4 separate regions of the Mus musculus genome follow, and all the other regions are linked to region 1. A link is a contact called in public HiChIP or PLAC-seq and promoter capture Hi-C data. All regions are on one chromosome and are shown on one strand. Each heading gives the region's core, a stretch centred on a gene start, on an enhancer-like site or on the middle of the called end of the contact. The rest is flanking DNA. Distances are from core to core; before and after follow the strand shown.

What was found. HiChIP or PLAC-seq counts read pairs in DNA pulled down with a chosen protein or histone mark. Capture Hi-C pulls out chosen DNA fragments and counts their contacts.
Region 2: an H3K27ac HiChIP or PLAC-seq map of regulatory T cell precursor shows a contact between it and region 1, with 6 times the contacts expected there. The contact joins the enhancer-like site here to the promoter of Urgcp in region 1. A contact is called at or near these places in 1 of 15 datasets of contacts at CTCF or cohesin (the NIH/3T3 cell line) and 3 of 115 datasets of contacts at active chromatin or transcription factors (embryonic stem cells, memory CD8 T cells and regulatory T cell precursor).
Region 3: a promoter capture Hi-C map of liver shows a contact between it and region 1, with 2.3 times the contacts expected there. The contact joins the promoter of Tmed4 here to the promoter of Urgcp in region 1. A contact is called at or near these places in 1 of 39 promoter capture datasets (hippocampal neurons), 2 of 115 datasets of contacts at active chromatin or transcription factors (embryonic forebrain and stem cell-derived neural progenitor cells) and 1 of 9 other capture datasets (liver).
Region 4: a contact with region 1 is called in an H3K4me3 HiChIP or PLAC-seq map of neural tube, with 5 times the contacts expected there. The contact joins the promoter of Gas2l1 here to the promoter of Urgcp in region 1. A contact is called at or near these places in 3 of 39 promoter capture datasets (liver and pre-B cells), 3 of 115 datasets of contacts at active chromatin or transcription factors (astrocytes, bone marrow-derived macrophages and neural tube) and 2 of 9 other capture datasets (adipose tissue and liver).

Annotation. Positions count from the first base shown.
Region 1 is chr11:5,739,205-5,743,312 of GRCm38.p6, forward strand. Urgcp (upregulator of cell proliferation) reads right to left here and starts at 1,972. Exons shown (of 6, transcript NM_178623.3): 1 at 1,893-1,972. The coding sequence starts at 1,906.
Region 2 is chr11:5,175,959-5,179,713 of GRCm38.p6, forward strand. No RefSeq gene overlaps it. Among named protein-coding and RNA genes, the nearest start is that of Emid1, 26 kb to the left of the region's middle. Within about 2 kb of position 1,408, at least 89 of the 459 cell types and tissues checked have an H3K27ac peak or open chromatin away from gene starts, as enhancers often do. A contact at or near this core is called in memory CD8 T cells and regulatory T cell precursor, where this site is marked.
Region 3 is chr11:6,272,796-6,276,645 of GRCm38.p6, forward strand. It overlaps Tmed4 (transmembrane p24 trafficking protein 4), which reads right to left and starts at 2,042. Exons shown (of 5, transcript NM_134020.1): 1 at 1,879-2,042; 2 at 1,603-1,703; 3 at 1,313-1,438; 4 at 946-1,092. The coding sequence starts at 2,038.
Region 4 is chr11:5,063,034-5,067,014 of GRCm38.p6, forward strand. It overlaps Gas2l1 (growth arrest-specific 2 like 1), which reads right to left and starts at 2,294. Exons shown (of 7, transcript NM_144560.3): 1 at 2,182-2,294; 2 at 1,804-2,061; 3 at 793-1,445. The coding sequence starts at 1,425.

The sequences.
Region 1 (4,108 bases), core at 722-3,221:
TTATTTAGCTCAAGACACAGTGGATTATGGGTCATCTCTCAAACACATCTTTTCTTTCTTTGACACTATGCCTAGCACATCTGTAAGGTACTCAAAACAAGTTAAGAGTTTTTTTTTTCTTTCCTCTCTAGTTCTATCATAGATCACTGACACTGCTACTTAGCAAAAAAAAAAAAAAAAAAAAAAAAAAAAAAAAAAATCAAATGTAGAGACACCCCTCCCCAGAACAGCTCCTTCCATTTCTGCCATGTATTGATCTATATTTGCTCTCTAAAACACCTAATATAGTAGTGTATGCATATCAAAGTAAGCATAGATTTCTCCTTAAATGGAGTATACTAAAAGTTTTGTGACCTCAGTTTTGTTAATAGACACCCCTTAGGAAATTACAGATTACTATTAATATTACAAATTAATTGGATCACTCACAACTAGAATCGCAAATATTAATACCACCTATATATACAGACCATGGTTCAGGCATTACACTATTCTGTTATCAGACAATACCATAATTCTGTGGGTCCAGGCACACAGAATTATTAATCCTAGGAGATCCTCCTCCAACCCCTGTCTACAAAGCAGTGTGTTTAGACACAAAATGTACTAAGCTGTCTTACAAGCCTAATGGCAGCTGCCACAGGCTCAAACACTGCCTTACACTTTCCTATGAGGCTGGGCAAGAATGTAGAGGGACCTTGGCCCTCTGGGTCCAAAGCCTGGCCTGCCCAGGATGGATCACAGTTTATTCTCCTTATGAGCTCAAAGTACTGGATACCCAGCTGGCATTGAAAAAGGCCTGGTCTCAGAAGTGCCTGCTTGCCCTCGAGCCTAGAAAGGCATTAGGCAGGTGGAAATTGCCCATGATCTGACTGGCGCCTGCAGGCCTGGATCAAGTTCAGATTGCTTCATTCACCTTCATTCAGACCACTGTACCGAGCCAAATCACTCCCTAGCATAGTGAAGTCTGCCTTTGTGGGAGAGCTAACTTCTACATGCTTCCCCCAGAAGTCCTCCTGCACCTGTAAGTCTTCTAACTGCAATGATACACAGCGTGGGCTGCTACCAGTACTACTGGGTCTGAGACCCTCTGAATGATGGCGTACAGTCAAAAAGATGTTTACCACCTATAGCGATGACCTTGAGACCCATTTTCCTTTCTGTGACATAAAAGCATTAGTCCAATCATGTCATTTCAGATCTCATAACCAGTAAAATCAAATCAAACGGTAGTAATGAACTGTTGAGAAAATGAGAAAAAAATACAAACTATGTGTCACTATATAATTTCCTAAGAACACTATTTGGGAGAGAGAACGAGCACTAGGAAAGAGGTAATACCAGAACAAGTGTAGCCATCCCACAGAAGCACCCCCACCCCCACCCCAACACAGGCAGTCTTAGATCCCGAATCCGCTTTTTCACTCTGGACAAGGGTCCAGTCCAGCTGAGCCCCACTTGCCCTGACGTGGGACAGCCTGGGGATGTCCCCTAATGACTGTGAACCCAAGCATCAACTTCCAACGCAAGCAAGTCTAAACGCCAGAAACACACGTCAGGCCTGCTAAGCCGCTCTGCGGCCTCAGCCGAGCCCTAGGACCCCGAGTCCCCTCCCGCAGCTTCCTTGCTGCCCCTCTCCAGAACCCGTTTCTCCGGCCCTGACCGGCCGCTGTCCTGGCTGGTCCTGCCCGCGGCCCTGCCGGGAGACCCTGGCCCGGCTACGACCGCCCAAGGTCGGCGGGGGAGGCCGCGGGTCGTGGACAGGCACCTGGCGGGACAGAGTCAGCCGGGGTCCGGCCGAGGCCAAGGGGGCGCCGGGTGGTGGACACGCACAGTTCCGCCCGCCCCTCGCCCAACAGGCGCCCCCCGCACACCCGGAGCGCCTCACTCACCCCGGCGACGCCATGAGCGCAGCGGCCTGGGCGCTCCCGCCTCCTCCGCTGCTTGCGCGGCTGCCGCCGGGCGCCGGGGAGGGGCCTGTAGGCCGCCCCCGCCCGCTCCGTTAGGGCGTCGGGCGCCGTGGGCTGAGCTCAGTGGAGGGCAGGCGGGCGCCTGGGGCGAGGGAGAGGACGCCCTGGGCCCAGAGCACTACCTACGGCAGCCACCGGCCAGGCCGGCCCGCTGCCCGGAGGCTGGAACTCACCTGCGGAGCCAGACCTGCCCTGGGGCCACTGACAGCTGCCAGACTGCTGGACACCACCCTCTAGTCCCCGCATTCTGATGTTAATTTCTGTAAGAAACGCACTTTCCTCTACCTCTGGGGTGTACAGTGTTGCTGTTCTAAAGGAAAACAACATCTCTCCTGCTACTAGTTCGCAGCGGGGTGGAGTAATGTTGGCCTCTGAGCTGGTTTCCCACTTTTTTTTTAAGTGTGTATATTAAGCCTTATCTTGTATTACATAGAAATAAAAAGTTTAGAACTTGTGCAGTGGGGTTTCCCAGAATCACCTACAAGCTATGAATATTTAGGCATGTAAAATTTTGAGGCTTGGTTCCAGCCCCTGCTAAATTAGTTTCAAAGACAAATTATATCTTTTAAGAGAAAATACCTAATTTAAAGAAACAAACTCTGGACTATGCAGTGCAAACCACTGCTGGTGGCATTTTTGTGTTATCACATTAAGTTGTTTTTTCAATTTATTTTTTTCATACAGTGCATTTTCCTTTCTGTGACATAAAAGCATTAGTCCAATCATGTCATTTCAGAACTCATAACCAGTAAAATCAAATCAAACGGTAGTAATGAACTGTTGAGAAAATGAGAAAAAAAATACAAACTATGTGTCACTATAATTTCCCTTCCCAGCTCCTCCCCACCTTCCTACCTTCAAGTTCTTTTTCTTTATTTTCATTGAGACAGGTTCTCTGTTTAACACTGTCCTGCCAAGAGCTTGCTGTGTAGACCAGGATGGCCTTGAATTCATGGAGTTCCACCTGCCTGCTTTTTCTCCAGAGTGCTGAGATTAAAAGTGTGCACCACCATGCGGGGCAGGGCCCAACATTGAGATAGTATTCTCTTCACCACTAAGAATATTAAACACCGGGCTGGAGAGATGGCTCAGTGGTTGAGAGCACTGAATGCTCTTCCAGAGGTCCTGAGTTCAAATCCCAGCAACCACATGGTGGCGCCCAACCATCGGTAATGAGATCTGACGCCCTCTCCTGGAGTGTCTGAAGACAGCTACAGTGTATTTACAGATAATAAAATAAATAAATCTTAAAAAAAAAGAATATTAAACACCAAAGAGATTATAAAGCACCGAAGAGATAATTGAACAATTTGCCCATCGACCAGAACACCTAGGCTGGAAACTGGGCTCTGCCTACTTACTAGCTACAGTTGCCCAGATAAGACAGGAGCTCTCCAGGGCCACCACTCCTCATTCTCTTCTTCTCTGAGGGCTAAATAAATGAATACTCCTTTAGTACAGGTTCTCTTTCAGTACTTGAATCCAGTCAGTGCTTCTGGACATTCTTGCCCTCTTCAGGAAAACAAAAGCTAACAATTACTTGAGATGTTCAGAAGACATCAGAGAGCTACCCAGGAAAGCTGACAAATGGAAAGTTCGATACAAAGTACAAATCCAGAAGAAAGGGTGAGAAAGGTTGAGGACTGGGCAATCATAAATGGCTGGATTCAAGGCAGTAATGATCGCCACTAGAGAAGGCCAGACTAAAGCAAGTTTAAAAAACCAAAACAAGCAGGGCGGTGGTGGCCTCGCCTTTAATCTCAGCACTTGGGAGGCAGAGGCAGAGGCAGAGGCAGAGGCAGAGGCAGAGGCAGAGGCAGAGGCAGAGGCAGAGGCAGAGGCAGAGGCAGAGGCAGAGGCAGAGGCACAGGCAGGTGGATTTCTGAGTTCAAGGCCAGCCTGGTCTACAAAGTGAGTTCCAGGACAGCCAGGGCTACACAGAGAAACCCTGTCTTGAACACCCCCCCCCCCAAAAAAAAACAAAACAAAACAAAACAAAAACCTAAATTGATGTGCAAAAGGAAGCCTCTTCCGCCAGGCTGTGGTAGTGCAGGCCTTCAGTCCCAGCCCTCAGGGAGCAGTGTCCCACACCACACATTGGACCAAAGGAAGCCTGTCCCCAGTTGGTTTTTGACTGG
Region 2 (3,755 bases), core at 158-2,657, 560 kb before region 1:
CCAACCACGGTATTAGACAACTGTGGCCACAGATCCACACAGAGCACTCATGGCTTCCCATGGCCTTCCAGGGCTGAATCACATGGGAGTCAGGGCCAGCGCCCATGGGGAGCCCTCCAGCCACCTGTCACTGTGTTCAGAAACCCATACTTTCTGGGTTTTTGTGGTTTCTTGTTGTGGTTTGTGTGTCTGTCTGTCTGTCTGTCTGTCTGTCTGTATATCTGTCTGTCTTTCTGTCTCTGTCTCTGTGTGTCTGTGTGTGTCTTGTGTGTCTATGTTTCTGTATGTGTCTGTCTTTCTGACTTACTCTCTATGTGTCTGTCGTGTGTCTGTGTATATTGTGTATCTGTGTGTCTGTCTGTGTGTATCTGTCTATCTCTTTCTGTCTCTGTATGTCTGTGTGTCTGTCTCTGCCTGTCTGTCTGTCTGTCTGTGTAGGCCAGTGGTTGAAGTCAAGTGTCTCCCTTACCCACTCTGCACCTTAGTTTTTGAGCAGGGTCTCTCACTGAACTCAGAGGTACTGATTTGGCTAAGCTGGCTGGCCAGTGTTGTCCCAGCACTTAGACTGCAGGTACACGCCACCACACCTGGCTTTTTAACCTGGATGCTGGAGATCTGAACTCGGGTCCTCATGCTGTGTGGACCTAGGCACACACCCACTGAGTCGATTCTGTAGACTTGTATGCTGTTTTGTTGAGAAACAGAGCAGAATTCACCTCACAGGTCCCCGAGACCAGAAGGGCATAACTCAGTCCTGCCTCAAGTGAGGGGGTAGCTGTGACAGGCCGTCATGAGAACATGCTTTCAGTCTGAGGAGAAGGCAGCTCCACCTGGCACTCTGATGTCACCAGCTTCTTTTGTTCAAACAGCTGGGCTGTTTTGTCGGCCATACTTTCTGGGCAGTGCCTAAGACCAGCTGAGGTACGTTACTGCAGAGTTTTCAATGGCCGGGGCTTAAAATCTGGCTGCTGAGTCAAACTGGTGACAAAGACAGCAATTCCACTAGGAAATTCCACTGAGGCTGGAGGCCCGTGAGTTTACACTGGAATAGGCCTGGGACTCTTCGATGGTAGAGCACCCCAAGGCCCCAGGCTCAGGCTGAGCGCTGCAGAGTCTCTGAGTCTCTGAGTGTGCAGACTTCTAAGCACAGCATACTGGAGGCTGAGATAGAAGGTGGAGAGTTTGAGGCTACCTCACAAACAAACAAACAAACAAACAAACACGTGCTAGGGTAGAGCTCTTGCCTTGGCCCTGGCATGATCTCTAGTGTGGTTTAAAAAAAAAAAAACAACCCTAAAGAAGAGATTCTGGCTGCCAGCAGAGGCAGGAAGCAGGATGTGCGCATCACAGCCGCTTACCACAGCCTGAGGCAGGAAGGAAAGACTGACATAAAAACCCTTTGATCGTGGTCTCTTGATCTCTGAAAGGTTCATCTCATCACGGCTGAGAAAGGATGGGCGTCTATAACTTCTGTGTCGCCTAAGACTCACTGGATCCTCTAGAATATTCCCAACCGAGCCAATGGCCAACGCCCTGGGTAGGCTTCTGGTGAACTGAGCTAGGTGCCAGGTCAGGCGGGAGTCCTCCGCGCTCAGTGGCCTACAGCTGGTACAAGGAGACAGGTAACTTCCAGAAGGCCAGCCTGGCCAGGGTACATGGCCTCAGGCTCCACAAAGCAGAGGCCATTGTCTGTCCCAGTATTCCTTGCCATCAACACTATCATATATCCTATCATATCAGTCATATGATGTTCAGTAAATATTTATAGGTAAAATGAACCATGTAGGAGCTGGGAGATGGTTAAGAGCACTGGCTGCTCTTCCAGAGGACCCAGGTTCAGTTCCCAGCACTTACAGGGCAGCTCACAACTGCCTATAACTCCAGTTCCAGGGGATCTGACACCCTCAAACAGATATACATACAGGCAAAACACCAGTGCACAAAGAAGTAAATAAATAAATCATTAAAAAGGTCTTGGAGGGAGAAGTCTGAAAGGGTATGCTGGTACCGGGGACTATATGCACGTATGGTGGGTATACACATGTTTGGTGTGCACACAAATATCTATGTAGTATGTGCTAGACATAGATGGGCAAAGTGTTTAGCCTCAGCAGCAGAGTCTCTGGACTCAGGACTGACTATAATTTGTGGGCACCACAGTGCAAAATGAAAATATAGAGTCTCTTCTTGGAAAAATAATGAAGACTCTCAGGAGGCCAACAGCCAGAGCCAAATCAGGAGCACAGGACCCTGCAAACGCCATATACCTGGGACGGCCAGCCCTATGAGCTGCAGCCCCAAGTCCTCGCTCCCTAAGAGCTCCCGGTCCATAGGTTTGCATCCCCCCCTGCCCCCACTTCCCAGTTCCCTCTTTTTTTTTTTTTTTTTCTTTTTTATCTAGACAGGGTTTCTCTGTATAGCCCTGGCTGTCCTGGAACTCAGAAATCCGGCTGCCTCTGCCTCCGAGTGCTGGGATTAAAGGCGTGCGCCACCACGCCCCGGCCAGTCCCCTTTTTTTCTTGTAAAGCTAGGTTCCTGCCTGGCTGGTCTCAGGGTTAGCGAGCATCCCTCTGTCCCTTGCTGGGGCACTCACTGTCTGCTACTTTGTGTTGTGGTTGGAACAATGAGAATTTCTTCCCTGGGGAGATGTAAATCCCTTCCTCCCTCCCTCCCTCCTTTCCTTTCCTCCCTCCCTCCCTCTTCTAAGAACGCAATATCAAACTAGAGTTTGGTTTCATCAAGGCTCACACATGACCAGAGCATGAGTGAAGGCTTGCCTACAGGAGTATGTGTGACTCTGTAGCAGCAGACTGGAAAGTTTTCACCCACCATGGATGGTGGCTCCCCCATAGCACAGGTGGAACCCCTTTTCTCACCCCCATCTTTCTAGTCTGGTTCTTTCTAGCAGCCTCTGTGGAGATGACACTGACCATGGAGGCAAAGCCACAGTTAAACTGACAGTTTAGGTCTGCAATGCCTCCCAAAGCCATGTGTGGAAGGCGTGGCTTCCCCGTTTGTTGCTATTGAGAGGTGGTGGTACCTTTAAAGGGTAGGTCCTCTTGGAAGGTCTTTATGTCATTTGGGGTGTGTCCTTGAAGGGGATTTGTTGCAAACCTGACCCCTTTTCTTCTCTTGCTGCCTGGCCAAAAGGTGAGCAGGTTTTTCCTTAACACAAGCTCTCACTGGGATGCACTGCACAGGCCCAGAGCAGAGCAGGGCTGACTGACCACAGGCCAAACTTCCAAATCTCCAAGCCCCACAAAGCCTTGATTCAATGTTTATCCTCAAATATTTGTTACAGAGACAAAAAACTGCCAAACATGGACGCTTAGGAACAAATTCCGCTCTCTGGGCTCAGTCCCAGGTAGAGAGAGAGAGAGAGAGAGAGAGAGAGAGAGAGAGAAGGCTGAGCCTTTGGTGACAGAATTTCATAGTCAGGGTGCATTTGATGACAGCTGGCCTTCTCAGTCCCTGGTTACACCCCAGAGAAGGCCTGACTGTGACTGCTGCCCCTCAGGGTTAAATGAAATCGTATACTTGTCCTGCTTAGCCAGAAACAGTCCCTCAGGTGTTAACAAACCATCAAGGCTGCAAGTCAGCCCTGCACTCTTGTGTTTGCGCCTCGAGGGTTGGTGTGGGAAGCTTTCTGGCGATAGGTCCCTAGAGCCTGATTCAATTTAAAAGACGCTGCCAGCATCCTTCCAGAGAGCATCCCGTGGCCTTGAAGCCTCCCTCAGCAGCTTTCCCGCTTGCTG
Region 3 (3,850 bases), core at 792-3,291, 530 kb after region 1:
GAACTAAGATAGACACAAAAGGATTCCACGCAGCTGAGTTAGTGATCAAGACCATAGGCAAGCTGGGTGTGGTGGCACACGCTTTTAATCCCAGCACTCGGGAGGCAGAGGCAGGCGGATTTCTGAGTTCGAGGCCAGCCTGGTCTACAGAGTGAGTTCCAGGACAGCCAGGGCTATACAGAGAAACCCTGTCTCGAAAAAAACAAAACAAACAAACAAAAAAAGACCAAGACCATAAGCAAAAAGTAGAACTGCAGCAGAACATGGGAAAGGGGGAGCTGGTGTTTACTGATAATCAGGATCACAGAGGAAACATCCAAACCTCAGCTAGGGAAGAGGAGAGCTCAATGTGGTCAGGGTTGCTGGGAAGGTGAAAGTGATGCAGATAGACAGCAGGGATGGGGGCAACGGGACATGAATCTACGTAATGCCACAGCTCTGTACGCTTACACATAGTTAAAATGTTAGGTTTTATATGTATTTCATAACAAACAAACAGAAAAAAATATTAAATGGTCTACAGCCACACCATCCTGAACACCTGAGATCTGATCTCAGAAGCTAAGCAGAGCCAGGCCTGGTTCATACTTGGATGGAAGACCACCTAGAAATAGTGAGTGATGTAAGCTTTTAGAACTTATATACACATATATGTATTTATATATAATATAGTCATTAAAATAAATATAATACATTTTATATACGGATATATAATACAGACACACACACATGACTGGAGGTGTGGCTCAATGGTAGAGAGCTTGCCTAACGTCCAACCCTGCCACTGTAGACATATACAGAAATCGAGGAAAGAAAAGCAAACCCAAACCTCACCTATGTAGACTGACTGGTAACTCCCACATTCCCGAGTAGAGAAGTCCCCAGCAGCCACGTTGCACAGTGGGTTTAAAGGTCAAGTACAGCCTCCAAGTTCAAGTCCCTTACCCTCTGATAATCCTGCTCCTTCTGGATCTGTTCCACCTGGTCAAGCAACTGGCGAGCTCGAAGCTGGAGCTCTGTTAACTTATCCTTAGCAGCGATCTCGGGGTAGTTGTTGGCATGCTCTCCAACCTGGATGTCCAAGTGTACACGCTACAAGGAAACAGGACGAAATGACGGGGGTGCCACCCACCGTCTGTTACCGCTATGGAGTCTGATTCTTGTCTCTGGCTGAATGAGGAAGAAGGACATCCAGTTCTAACTGTACCCACTTGCTGCCCCCAGAAAGGCAAAGTTAAAAGAAAAAAGAAAAGACAGCAAGAAATCAACCTTGGTATCAAGTGAGAAACTCTAAGGCTGATGAGCCTCTTACCAGTTTGCCTCCAGCGAAGAGAGCCATTCTGGTGGAGTTGGAGTGAAGACAAATCTGATGGTCACCGGGTGTGTGGGATGTGAACGTGAAACGGCCCTCGGAGCCGTATTGCCGGGACAGTACAACCTGCAAACACGCATCAAGCCCCAATTTTACAACGATCTCTTAAAATGCGGGACCTGGTACCTGGGGACTTTCTCAGGACCACGGCGGTATTTTCCATCCCATAAAGACATTAACGGACAGCTGGCGCCAGCTAGAACCTTTTTAGCGAGGTGGTGGGGGTTTACCTTGCCGTCCGGGTCCTTCACCTCTACATGCATGCCCAGGCCGGGGGTCGACGGCAGGAACACCTCTTTCTGTTTGTCCCACATCTGAGTTCGATAGTTGCCTGCAGAGTAGACACACAGTCACAACCTAGCCCCCAGGAGGTGGCCCCAGGGCACTGTGCAGGGGAGCTGGTGCCCTCAAGGCACCCTCGGGATGGGGTCGAGCTGACAGGGAAGGAGGGGTGCTTCCAAGGGCCAGCTGAAAACAAAGGGCCTCTCCACCCTCAGCCCCCTGACCGATGACCATGGTCTCGTCGGGTATTTCCTCGATGAAGCAGCGCTTCTCAGTCTCGCCGATGTGGAAATAGAGCCCACGGGCACACGCAGCACACACAGTAAGCACCAGCAGCCCAAATCGCACCATCCCCTGCAGCGGTCCGACCCCAACACCTGCCATTGCGCCTCAACCTTGCACATGCGCACACTTGCGCACTGCTCAGCGTTTGCGCACCCGCTTGGAAACGGAACATGCGCCTGCGCAGTGTCGCAGTCCCTCAGCTCCCTTTCGAAACCCGGTCCGCTGTACACCCGACCCCAAGCTTGCATTGTTCTGCGCCCGAGCGTCCCCTAGCGTAAACTAGCCTTACAGAGAGAAAAGGCCGGCCCAATGAAGCTGCCCAGGGCTTCTGTCCCTTGTCTTTAGGCTTGATTGCCCTTGTTAGGCACCTCTCTGCGCCTGTGCTCTGTGTAAGGAGAAGCAAGCGTACTTTTCGGGGAAGGGTGCTAGGCGACTTGAGATGGTTAACCTGAACAGCGTGAGTTCTTCTGGTCCCCAGCACCTGAAGTAAAATAAACCTTTCTTTTGAGCACCCTACAGAAGAGAACACATTGTGTCATTTCACAACTGCAGGACTTATTGAGTCACAATAAATTCAAAGATAGCTTAGTTTACACAGCCTCCTGAGCAGTGTATTATCACACCTGACGCTGCTGGGTGCTGAGGATGGAGCTTCTTGCAAGCTGGCCAAGCACTCTACCAACTGAGCTACCGCCAACTGAAACAGGTTCTTTTATCCAGTTTTAATTACTATCAAGTCATACATTATATATCATATAGTGATTATGTCTATGTGTATGACCTAGCATTGACTGTCAACTTGACACAACAGGGAAGAGGGAACCTCAACTGAGGACTGGCCTCCATTGGACTAGCTTGTGAGCTTGTCTATGGGGCATTTTCTTGGTTGTTAGTTGATAGAGGGCCTAACCCACTATGGGTGGTAGCATCCCTGGGCAGATGGTCCTGGGTCGTATAGTAAAAGTAGCTGAGAAAGCCAGAGGCAAGCCAGAGGCAAGCCAGTAGGCAGCACTTCTCCATAGCTGCTGCTTCAGTTTCTGCCTCCACATTCCTGCCACGGGTTCCTGCCCTGGCTTCTTTCGGTATGGATTGTAACCCAGAAACCAATAAACGCTTTCCTCCCATTCTGCTTTTGGTCGTGGTGTTTATCAGAGCAACAGAAAGCAAGCTAGGACTGTGTGTGTGTGTGTGTGTGTGTGTGTGTGTGTGTGTGTGTGTGTGTGTTAGAGAAGCCTTACAAAAAGGTTTAAAAGGATGCAACATAGTTCAAGGAGTTCAAAGAGGTCTTAATGGGAGGCAGAGGCATAGAGCCAATAGGCACTGTGGTAGTTCTGTTAGATTAACTGAACTAATCACAGAGCTGTTGTTGAAGATTTCAGAGCTGAGAGACATAGAGTTGAACCAAGCAGAAGCAGAACTGAAATGCAGGATCACAGGACCATGAATACGAAGTTCAGGACTAGGTCCAAATGAACCAAGGAAATGAATAGCAGCAGAGACCCAGCTGAGCTGAATGCTGGGGGATGTTCAGGAGGGCCTTGTCTTGCCAATCCCTGAAACACACTCCCATAATAAGAAAGCAGGTCAGTAGGGCAGTTGCCATGGCAGTGTGAGGACTGCTCCTTTTTTCTTTTTCTTTTTTCTTTTTGTTTTGTTTTTTGTTTGTTTTGGGGGAGTGGGGATTTTTCTCTGTATCCCTGGCTAGCTTGGAGCTTGCTCTGTAGACCAGGCTGGCCTCAAACTCATGGATATCTGCCTGCCTCTGCCTCCCAAGTGCTGGGATTGCTCACTGCCAGGCTAGGAGTGCTCCTCTATGTGGGCTTAAGGTAAGGATGTTGGACCCTGGCTCAGTGTGACACATTTGGTAAGTTCTCAGGCCTTGGTTTCTGATACTGTTTGTTTGGTCACACG
Region 4 (3,981 bases), core at 1,044-3,543, 680 kb before region 1:
CAATGGAGGCAGGCTGGCTATGTGGGAGGCCTACCCACGGCAGCCCGGTGCCAGAGGGAATGAGCTGGGTTGGGGGGGGTGGAGGCTGGGGGTGAGTGGGTGGAGATCGGGCCACCATTCTGCCCACAACCATCGGATGCCTGACTTGGGCAGGCACATCATAGTCCTAAGCTCCTGATAAGAAAGAAACTCTTGGCCCAGTTGCGGGGGTGTCAGGGACACATCGGTCTTGGGAAAGGCGGAGGGAGCTGGGGGTCTGTACCTCCTGTGCTCCCAAGTGCACCTCCTGTTCCCAGGAGCAGTGGTAGCGGGGCCAGGCTCTCTATCAGGGCACCAGGGTTGGTGTCTTCCCAGACCCTCCTTGTGTACCAGGCTTCTTGCCAAGAGCTTCCTACATATATAGCCTCAAGCCCGGGTAGCGGCCACTCAGCCCCAGGTCTGAGGCTGCCAATGCATCTGCCTGGCACCCCCCAAGTCACAGTCCTCCAAATGAAGGAAAGCACTCAACTTAGTTGCCGCTCATTTAATACTAAAAGCTGATCTCCTGCCTCAGACCCACCTGAGCTGTGTGGCCTCACTCAGCACCTCTGCCTCTCTGAGCTTATTTCTTTGTGGCCAGGTACACACTTGGCAGTCACCATATGTACTCTTAGTGGGGAAGGCTGCTGAGAATGGGCCCCTGGAGGCTTAGGGTTGGGGTAGGTATTAGCTCTGCCATCTGGTCCCCTGATGGGGGGGGGGGGACGGGACGGGACGGGATGGGACACCCAATGTGGATATCAGAAGACTCACCAGCTCATCAAGGTTTCGAAGGTCATTGGGCGTCATGCGGGGTGTGCGGGTGGGAACCCCTGGTACAGTGGCAATTTCAGTGACATCCTCTTCAGCAGCAGGGACGCTGGAAACCTGAGGGGTAGCTCGAAGCTCCCGCTCGATCTCCTGCTCGAACTGTACCAGCCTCGGGGCAAGCAGGCCAAGGCGCGCCCCACGCCGGGCGACCTCCAGCAGGCAGAGCACCACACTCTTCTCGTTCTTGCGTAGCACCAGGTCCTCTGTCTCAAACATGAGCACTTCAGGCACGCCCAGCTCAGCCCGGCACCAGCCGATGAAAGAGGCCACGTTGTCTCGGGCCATGAAGGAGCCAGGCGCCACACTGTGTGCCTGGAAGGCCACACCTCGGGTTGGACGGGCAGCAGCCAGAGCCCGGGCAGCCTCGGTGACAGCGTTGGCATGTTGGCACAGGGTTGTGCCTGTGGCCAGCCCCGTGAGGAAGCCATCGCCACTGCCGGGGAGACCTAGACTGTACAAAGCATTGAGCCAATCGGCCAGGTCTTCCTTCATGGCTTCCACATAGGCCTCACTGGATCGGAAGGGTCGCACACTCTTGGCGGCAGAGCCTGCGATGCCCGCCACTGGGTTCGCCATGCCCAGAGCCAGTGGAGTCACTGTGGGGACATAGGTCAGGATTGCTGTGAAGACTCGAAAGGGTTCAGAATGGTCCACCTCTACCAGCCCGCCACTCAGGGGAGACGCTAAGTTTAAGAGCAAGCTGTGAACAAGCAAACGTAGCACCACATTGTTCTCACGGTGCCATGACCTGCTTTAAGGGACTCAGTAACATTTACACCATTGTAGTGTTTATGTTTGCTGTCTGGCTGGTCGGGAGAGGGTGGCTGGGGACAAGTTGGCACCCACGAGGAAGAAATGCCATTTAAAAACATGAAGACATGTGGGTAGGGAGGGACAGGAGAGGAGCCTCGCCCAGAACCACGGAGAGACTGTTTCCATTGCTCAGCCCATAACCTGCACGAAGTCCCGCCTTTCCCTTCTCCTCTCCGCTAAGGGCCGCGCCACAGGCTGAGCGGCGACCGCGTCTCCATTCTACAGATGAGGAAACTGAGGCGCAGTAAGGGCAGGCATTCGCCGAAGGTCGCAGAGCAGTGGGTGGAGGAATCGGGTCACCCAGGCAGGCCGGATTCCTGCTGCGAAAAGCCGCCCGAGCTGGTGCCTGAAAGGCCGGGACTCCGAACGGCCCCCGCGAGCCTCCGCAGTGCTCGAGGCCTGGTCCAGAGAGGGTGAGTGCCCAGTCAGGGTCACACAGCCCTGGGAAGCAGAGAGCCCGCACCGCCCGGCCCACCTCCAGGCACTCTGGCTAGGGCTCCTGGGGGTCCCCGCGCTCACCTGGCTCACCCCGCCGCCCCGGGGAGCATCGCCCCGGCGGGGCCGGAGCCGGGCCGCGCCGCCGCACACAGGCGTCGCCCGAGATCGCTGCTTCCAGGCGTCCGCTCTGCCCCGCCCCCCTGGAATTTGGATCCGGCCAGGAAGGGGCGGAGCTGCGCTCTTAAAGGGGCCGTGCCTTTCTCGGGCCTTAGGCCCTAAGGCATCACCCCCACCTCACCCCCCCTTTAACTCCGGGTCTGGGTCTTCCTAGGCGGGGTTCAGATCCTTTCAGCTGTCCTTCCCCCGTGACAGTGGCCTCCCCGGAAGCGATAGGGGCCGGGGACTGCAGAGTCACCTCCGTCCCGGGTGGACCTCTGCAAGTCAGATAACTGGGTGCTCTTCCTGCAGGACGGCCCAGGGATAGCTTAAGGTACAAGGACGATGAGGCTCAGGGATCGGAAGGTGGCTGCGGGTTAGGTTAAAAGAGGGGGTGTGGCAGGGGCAACTACACGCCTTAGGAGGAACCTGGAAGATCTAGGGAATCCTGCCCCCTACTGTCGCCCGAGAGAGGAGTGAGATGCTGGAGAGAGACTGGAAATCTTGTGGGGGTGTGTGGACTTAATTTTAACTCAGATCAAGGAAGGAGGCGACGGAGGAAGCTGAGAGTCATCTAGAGGGAAAGTTTTTCACACTGAGGAAGCCTATCTCAAAAAAAGGAAAGGAAGGAAGAAGGAAAGAAAAATGGGTAGGTTTGCAAGGCTGAAGTGGTGAAACATTAGGGCCTTGTGGACCATGCTTTTCAAAGGTCATGGAAGAGAGGTTTATTTGTTTGTTTTTTTTTAAAGATTTATTTATTATATGTAAGTTCACTGTAGCTGTCCTCAGATACTCCAGAAGAGGGCATCAGATTTTGTTACGGATGGTTGTGAGCCACCATGTGGTTGCTGGGATTTGAACTCCGGATCTTCGGAAGAGCAGTTGGTGCTCTTAACCACTGAGCCATCTCCCCAGCCCCCGGTTTATTTGTTAATTATTATTAAATTATTATTGTTGGAGTTTGTTGTGGTTTTGAGGCAGGATCTCACTATGTAGACCAGGCTGGCCTGGAACTCCCTATATAGACCAGGCTGGCCTCAAAAGTCATAGAGATCTGCCTGTCTCTGCCGCCTGAGTGCTGGGATTAAAGGAATGTTCCACCATGTCATTACTTTTACAGAGTTCTGCTATGTAGCCTGAGCTGGCTTTGAACTCATGGTGTGCTCTCTCTGTTGGGATCCCAGGCCTCTCTCTAAGGAGGAATTTAGGAGAGGCTGACGTAGCAGCCATAAGGGCTCCTGTAACTGCTGTTGTTGCAGCGTCAGGGTCAGGGTCAGGGAAGCCTCTGAGGGAGGCAAGTGGTTTAGGTTGAATGGGGAGAGGGGATGCTGGATCTTGACTGCCTGTTGAAAACTGATGATGTATGTTAGTGAGGTGAGTGTGTGAGTATAGATGAGGGAGAAATCCCAGGTTTGGGGGTGAACATTGTGGACACGGAGTTGTTAAACAAAAAAAAAAAAAAAAATAACACCTAGCAGGGAGTGAAGTCCTGAAGAATTGGCTATGGAGACTGAATTCTAAGTGAAGGAATTGAGAAATGACTTGTCCTGGAACAAGCAGTAATGAACCGTCATACCCAGCAATCATCTTCAAAATAATCTGATACACCGATACTTTTTATTACATCTGTTTAGTGAGTGTGTGTCTGTGTCAAGGTATGTAGGCAAGGCAAACTTTTGGGAGTTTGTTCTGCCTTTCACCATGTGGGATCCTGGGTATTGTGGC